Linked DNA regions of Mus musculus: region 2 is linked to region 1. Evidence: chromatin contacts called from public HiChIP or PLAC-seq data. All regions are on one chromosome and are shown on one strand. The core of a region is the stretch at or near the end of the contact, and the rest is flanking DNA. Distances in the headings are between cores, read along the strand shown.

Region 1 (3,567 bases), core at 880-3,379:
GACATTGAGTCACCGAGTCTTTGTATTGATCTGAAGTTTAGTTTTCTTGAGTGAAGATTTATGGAACTGAACTCTCTACAGGTGGTGAGGTTGAGTACATACAAGATGGAAGAGAGGTAAAAGGTCCTGAGAGGAGCATTGTTACTGTTCTGAGATGAGGGAAAGAGACGGAGGCAAAGGATGATGGATGAACGGAGAAGAAAAACAAAGGAAGGGAATTCCTAGAAGAAACAAATGGAGGCAGAACCCACTTGGATCCATGTTAACCTTGAACCATCCAGACATTTCCCTGAGACAGAAGGATGAGTGAAGAAAAAAGTTCTTGGATCTGGAGAGAGTGCTCAGCAATGAGGAGTACTCAGTGCTCACAGAGGACCCGGGCTTGGTCCCAGCACCCGTGTCAGGGGGCTCACAACTGTCTGTGACTCCAGTTTCAGTGGACCATGACCCCTTTTGGCCTCTACAAGTACCTCCATGCACAGGCAGTGCAAAACAACTCAGGCATGCTCACTTAAATAACCATAAATAAAACAAAATACTTCCTTTTTTAAAAGGAAAAGATTGTTTTTCTGAGAGTTCAGAGTTCGGACTCAGCTGGCTTCAGACTTTTTAGTGAATTGGAAGGTGGCACCAAGCCTTCATATTTGTTGTAGTGTACCTTTTCTTAAGTCAGCCAATCAGCTGATCAGTCTACCCTTAAATTGGAGACTTCTTGACTGTTTTCAACTGGTGCTGAATTTTCTAAAGGGCGAGCGTTCTGGGGCTCGGTGTGTGTGTCACAGTGCACTGGAAAGAGGGTGAGGATAAAGAGGAGATTAGGAACAGATTGCCAGGCATGGTCTTGTAGATTTGGCTCGGTTTGCATTGGGCAGGTTGTCGTGGTAGCAGTTTCTGATTCTCTCCTCACTTTGTCTCGAGTGTGTGCAGGAGAGGTGGAGATGGAGAGGAGGCAGCAGCGTGGTCAGACGCTTTCTGTCATGTAGTAAATGAGAGGCTGGGATTATGCCTTCTCTATTTCCTTTTTTGTTTGTAAAATCACTTCTGGATTACTTTTGAGAAAATTTTGGCTTTTTTTCCTTTTCCCTATGACTTGATTATATTTGAAGATAAGAACTGTTTGGTGAATATTATTTTTCATTTTTAGATTAATAAAGTGATTTAGAGTTTAAATCTGTTTACAAAGTTAGTATAAGACCATGATAAAATTTAAGTATATATGTATATGTGTGCCGTGTATGCAAACCAGATGATATAGTGCACAGTTAATGTATTCTAAATAATAAATACTGGCAAGAAACTAATGAACATGTGATTTTCCTTAATTATAAGCATAGAATTCCTATTTTGTGTTCATTATTGGACTATATGCAGAGATTTCAAAATGAGTTTTTGACATTATTTTGATTGCTTTTAAGAATAAATTCCTCAAATATGTATAAAATTTCCTAGATCATTTGGCTATTTTATGTTCAAGTTCCAATATTTTTATATATTTCTTATCTGCATGTATATGTGTATGGAAATCAGTGGTCAGTCGTGGGTGTGTCCACCTCTTTTTGAGAGCCTCTCTCTTCCTGGGGCTCTAGTCGAGCTGGAGTAGCCAGCAAGCCTTAGGGACCCTGCCTCTGCCTCTCCAGTGCTGGCTTCCAAGCGCTTGTGTGTGACAAGCACTTTACTAGTTGTCCCATCTCCCCTGCCCTGGCTTCCATAAATTTCTAGTAATAAACTTCTTAAGGACTATGGAAGAAACTCTTGCACGTGCCCCCGTGGCCAGCATGTGCCCCCTGTACGTCACTTGCTAAGCAGCAGGCTGTGTCTTCACCCTGTGCACACACTCTTTACTGACTGAACCACCTCCCTAACCCCAGCTTCCATAATTTCTAGTTCATTGCTTAACCACTTGGCTACAACTACAACTACAGGGTTTTAAACCGGCCATTCAGAAGAACCGTGAGTGTTAATTCTTCACCCGAAGCTGATGGATCGCCAGACAGAATGGTTGGGGAATTGAGCTTAATTTACCAGGACCTGGAATCCTGACAGGACTGCCCCCTGCTCAGGATAGCTGCACAGTTTTGCTGTTATTCACACAGGAACTTTGTTATTTACAGGCTTAGCAGTTTCTGGCATGAAGTTTTATTTGTGTTCAAAAGTCACTGATCAGTGGTAACAGGAACTTTAAAAATATGAGATACTGTTGTGCCCCTACCCACTCTGTCATCTCAAACAGTTATAGAGTGCTTGCCTTTGCTTTCAAGGTGGTATAAGGTGTTTTGGAGGTGGAGGGAAAACTTGAATCGGCCCCAGCTTTTTCAGAAGATTAACCAATTTGAACAAGGACACTGATTGTCATGAGAAAAGCACCAGGAGCATTCTTCCTCTTTCCTTTATGGTTTCTTGAACTTGGTGCTTGTAAAATGTCAGTCTATAATCAGATAGATAAGGCCCCTGCTCCCAGGACTTCAAAGTAAAGGGCGACTTTACCAACTATTAAGCCGGATCTGGTATCACCTTCCTGCAGTTTACCCCTTAGGAAGCAAAAAAGGAAAGTTGATGCAAATTCCCAGCCAGCCTGTTCTATAGAGCAAGACCATGTCTCACCTTCCATTCTCCTCAGAAAATTACTAAGTACTCATAGAAAGAGCCATTCGTAACTGTGATATGTGCCCCCAGGGGCAGGGTATGCTGTGCATCCTTCCTGTGAGCACTGAGTTTTAGATGGTGCTTAGAATAAATGATACATGAAAATGTGTTCAGGTAGAGGGGCAGATGTATGGAGGCCGAAGGCCTGAGGCTGGGAGCTCAGCATCTCTAAGGATCTAGGGGAAGACTTGGGACTGTTGGCAGACAGCAGGAACCTCAGTGTAGTCACTTACGGGGTGGAGGAGGTGGGGGATGGCTGCTTCTGCTTGTATAACATTTTGTTCACAGCTCTATTCCCCCACCTTAAGTATAGTACAGAATAGGTCAGTTTGCATTTTTTGTTGTGGCTGATGACATAGGCCTTAGAGGCACAGTTAGTGTTTTGGAATTGATTTTAAGAATAATAAATCATTCCATTGATTTTTTTTTTCTTTTAATGTTCTTTTAAGGATATCCTTTTTAAGGTCAGTTGTGTAACCATTAATCAAGTTGTAAATTTTCTTTTTATCACCACAGTAGGAGGGTTAGGAGGAAGAAAAGCCCAGAGCACCAGGAGCTGCTGCTCTTCATCCTTCTAGCATGCCCCAGCCACCTGCCCTTCCTCACCTGCCACACTGGGTGCTCCACTACGAGGGGCTGTGACTGAAGGGTAAAGACGTGTTCATTCTCGGTTGTCCTAATCTTTTTGAATAATCTCCTTACTTTTGAAGACATCCAATTATCAGGAACAGGAAAGAGGTAAAATGGTTTTAGGATTTCTTTACAATGGAAAAGTCTAACTTTTAAATTAATTAGAAAAGTGAGTATAACTCACGTGCAGCTTGTGGAGGACTTAGATAAGTGTGGGCTCTGTAGCTCTGGGGTACATGTAGCACACAGTACCTGATGTGTTTGGTAGACACAGTTTGAAATCTTTCACAATTA
Region 2 (3,088 bases), core at 432-2,931, 75 kb after region 1:
TACATATGAATTAATATTCTGTATGTTAGGGCCCAAACATTACTTTGAGGTGCAAATGGGGGTGTATAGCTGCCACTGTGATTTGAAGAGTAGAAACAAGAGAGCATAAGTAAGAGGGCCTTGTCCTGTAGGACAGCATAATTACTTAGATGTAGATGGAGGCACAGCAGGTGAGGTATTTGTTATCGACTTGAGTCTAAGATGTGCGGTTGACATTTATGCTTCAGTGTATGTAGATCTGATAATCCCTCAGGGTTCACCCTCAGTACATGGAAGTAATTTTAGAAGCTCATTGGCATTTCTCAGCATCTCACAACTACTCACATGTTGTGGCAGTCATTTTTATTTTTAAATTGCATTTCACTTTACATATTCGCCATTCATTTAAAACATTGGTTAGTATTTTATGATATGTAGATTTGCTGTATTTCCTATTTTTCATTAAAGCATATGACTGCAGTAATGGAGTTGATAATTAAGTGTTATATTTCCAAGGTAGCTTGTTATTTTTCTAAGTAATTTCATTCTTAAAAATTTTTATTGATCTTAAGGTTTTGGAAAACATTTTATTCTTAAAGATAGGTGGTACTCCCAAGGATAATGGAAACTGAAGAAGGATTTCATGGTGTATTTTTTGTGGACCATGTTTGTATCTTACCATCTAGTTTAGATTTAATTAGTGAATGCTAGTTCTGTTGGATGCTGTGAGTAGGTGGGAAATATGTTGAATTTGTAAGATCATGATAGTTTCCAGGATTATTGTGGTTTTGAAGTTCTTTTCTATTACTAAGAGCTCCTCTTCAAATAGTGCAATAAAGTTTACCTTACCGTGAAGTAAACTGCTCACACTGGCAGTCTGCTCGTAGGTTGAGTGGACCTTGCGCTCTTACTATCCTCCTGCAACCCCAACTCCTCCAAAGAAAGCCCCGGCTAGATGTGCCATGTGCCGTTATTAGTTTGGATTTCTAGATAGGCTATCAAGCAGCATGATACCTTCATTTCTGCAGCATTTACTTTTAGGATTTCAAAGTCAAAACACTATATTGTGCCTTGCATCTATTTAGGGCTCTGTTAAGTGAATTGCATAGTATTAATTACATGATATTAGGTTTTATAAACACTTTCAACTACACTGAACTGAAAAGTATTGCAATACTAGATATAGGTAGTAAATACTTAATCTTTGAATTAAAAAATGAAGAAAATTAGACTTATTTAGATTAGAGGTCAGTTGTACAGTCAATGGTTATTCCAAGAAGTATTGTCCCACTGGAGCCTCAACATGCTATAATTAGTCAAGATGGGATCATTATTGATTAACTTAGGCTCTGAGTCCAACAAGAAGTGAGGGTAAGACCGGAGTTAGACTGCAAGCTGAAGAGTGAGTGCCAAGAATTGTACCACCAGAATTCAAGAGCCGGGCATAAGGTAGTTTCTCTCTTAGAGCCCCCAGAACCAAATCCACCAACACCTTGACTTTGGACTTGTAGACTCTAGAGCTATGAGAAAATAAATTACTTAGGTCAATACAGTTCATGGTAGTTGTGCTGCCTCTGGGTCTAAGACTCGTTCTCAATAGAAGCTGGCTGCCTTCTTGCTTCAGGGGCCCTTTACTAGCAGCTCAGAGTCATTCCAGTATTGGGCAATGGGCTGCTTGCCACACTGTTGAAATCTGCGTGTTTGGACAGGCTTGCTTACAGGTTTTCATAGTTTTGGTTGCATGTTGGAAGAGCGGGAACCTAGTACCCTACTCTTAGCATTTCCAGATCTAGAAACTTGCTCCAGTGAGGGTATAGTTAGTTTGAATGTAACTGATGAAGAAATCTTAGTTAATGCAGCAACTGTACAGAGCAGGTAAAGTGTAATAGAATTTTTTTCTTTCAAGTTCTCTTGATTGAGTTTGTGGCTAATCTGTCCAGGCAGGGAGCTCCATTTCAGCTGACACAGGAACTTAGACTTCTGTCTTGTGGCTTACCCATGCCTGAGAGCCCTCAGAATCTGCTGGCCCCAGTCTTTCTGTCTGGGCAGTGGGTGGAAAGTATGTAGAGCACAGTGTAGCGTGGGCTGTTTCATAGGCAGTTCTGGAAATGGCATGTATGTCCCAGCCCACAGTTTGTTGGTCAGGACCAGTATACGACTTCAGTTGCATTCCAGGAGAGATGGAGAGATGTAACTATCACGTATATTCAGGAATTAAAATTCAAGTTGTTAAAAACTCACCAGTCTCAAGCTAAACAGCACATTGTAATTTTTGTACATTCATATAAAAATAGATCTATTTTGCATTGTGTAGTGCTTGCCATTTTAAAGTGACAATTACTTTTCCTGTGTGTACTCTAAGTATTTCCCACAGTTTTAGTGCCATGTTGATTAATGGCATTTTATGACTTGTATAACAATAAAATCTTTAATATTTCTAGAAGAGAAGCTTAAAATAATGTTGCTGTTAACTCTAGACAAATATTTTGTTCAGTTGTATAAACTGAAGATTATTAGAGAGTAGAAAGATTTGCTTTGAGACACCCATTTTCCTGTATTTTTTTTCCTTTTCCCAAAATTTCAGCTGAAATTTTGTTTGAATTATTTGCTACATAGTTGGGAATTGGGTTTCTTTGGGCCAAACAGATTCGTTGTGCTTATTTCTCTAGTAGGTAACTTAGAGAACACATAGTGTATTCCCCATATTAGGTTAGGTGTTGAGCTTGCACCTAGTGAAAAGTTTACAAATATTTTGCCTGCACTTGGCTCTACAAGTCAAGGGATGAGATTGGACTTGGACTCCAAAACACAATGGAAATGGAGATATAAAGCTACAAAAAGATCCCCTGGTAAATACTGTCTGGTTTTTGAATATGCCTCACAAGGAACTGAGTCAGTACTCTCGATTTGAAAGACTGTTCCATGTGGCTCTGTGATAGAAGGCTCTGCCACCCACGGTGGTCAACTGCAAGTGGAGTGTGGCGCTTTGAATCTGCTGCTGCTGCTGGGTGCTGAGGGCTGTTTGCTCTTGATGAATGTGCTCACCAGGGCACACAGCTCTTTCCTCCCTTCCTCCCTTTGTTTTCTTTCGTTCCTTTCCCCTTTTTGT

The links. HiChIP or PLAC-seq counts read pairs in DNA pulled down with a chosen protein or histone mark.
Region 2: a contact with region 1 is called in an H3K27ac HiChIP or PLAC-seq map of hepatocytes, with 3 times the contacts expected there. The contact joins two enhancer-like sites. A contact is called at or near these places in 9 of 484 Hi-C or Micro-C datasets (embryonic stem cells, germinal center B cells, liver and 4 more), 3 of 115 datasets of contacts at active chromatin or transcription factors (embryonic stem cells, hepatocytes and liver) and 1 of 9 other capture datasets (adipose tissue).

Annotation. Positions count from the first base shown.
Region 1 is chr1:106,191,237-106,194,803 of GRCm38.p6, forward strand. All of the region lies in intron 1 of Phlpp1 (PH domain and leucine rich repeat protein phosphatase 1), which reads left to right. Among named protein-coding and RNA genes, the nearest start is that of Phlpp1, 21 kb to the left of the region's middle. Within about 2 kb of position 2,130, at least 9 of the 459 cell types and tissues checked have an H3K27ac peak or open chromatin away from gene starts, as enhancers often do. A contact at or near this core is called in hepatocytes and liver, where this site is marked.
Region 2 is chr1:106,266,585-106,269,672 of GRCm38.p6, forward strand. All of the region lies in intron 1 of Phlpp1 (PH domain and leucine rich repeat protein phosphatase 1), which reads left to right. Among named protein-coding and RNA genes, the nearest start is that of Phlpp1, 96 kb to the left of the region's middle. Within about 2 kb of position 1,682, at least 14 of the 459 cell types and tissues checked have an H3K27ac peak or open chromatin away from gene starts, as enhancers often do. A contact at or near this core is called in hepatocytes and liver, where this site is marked.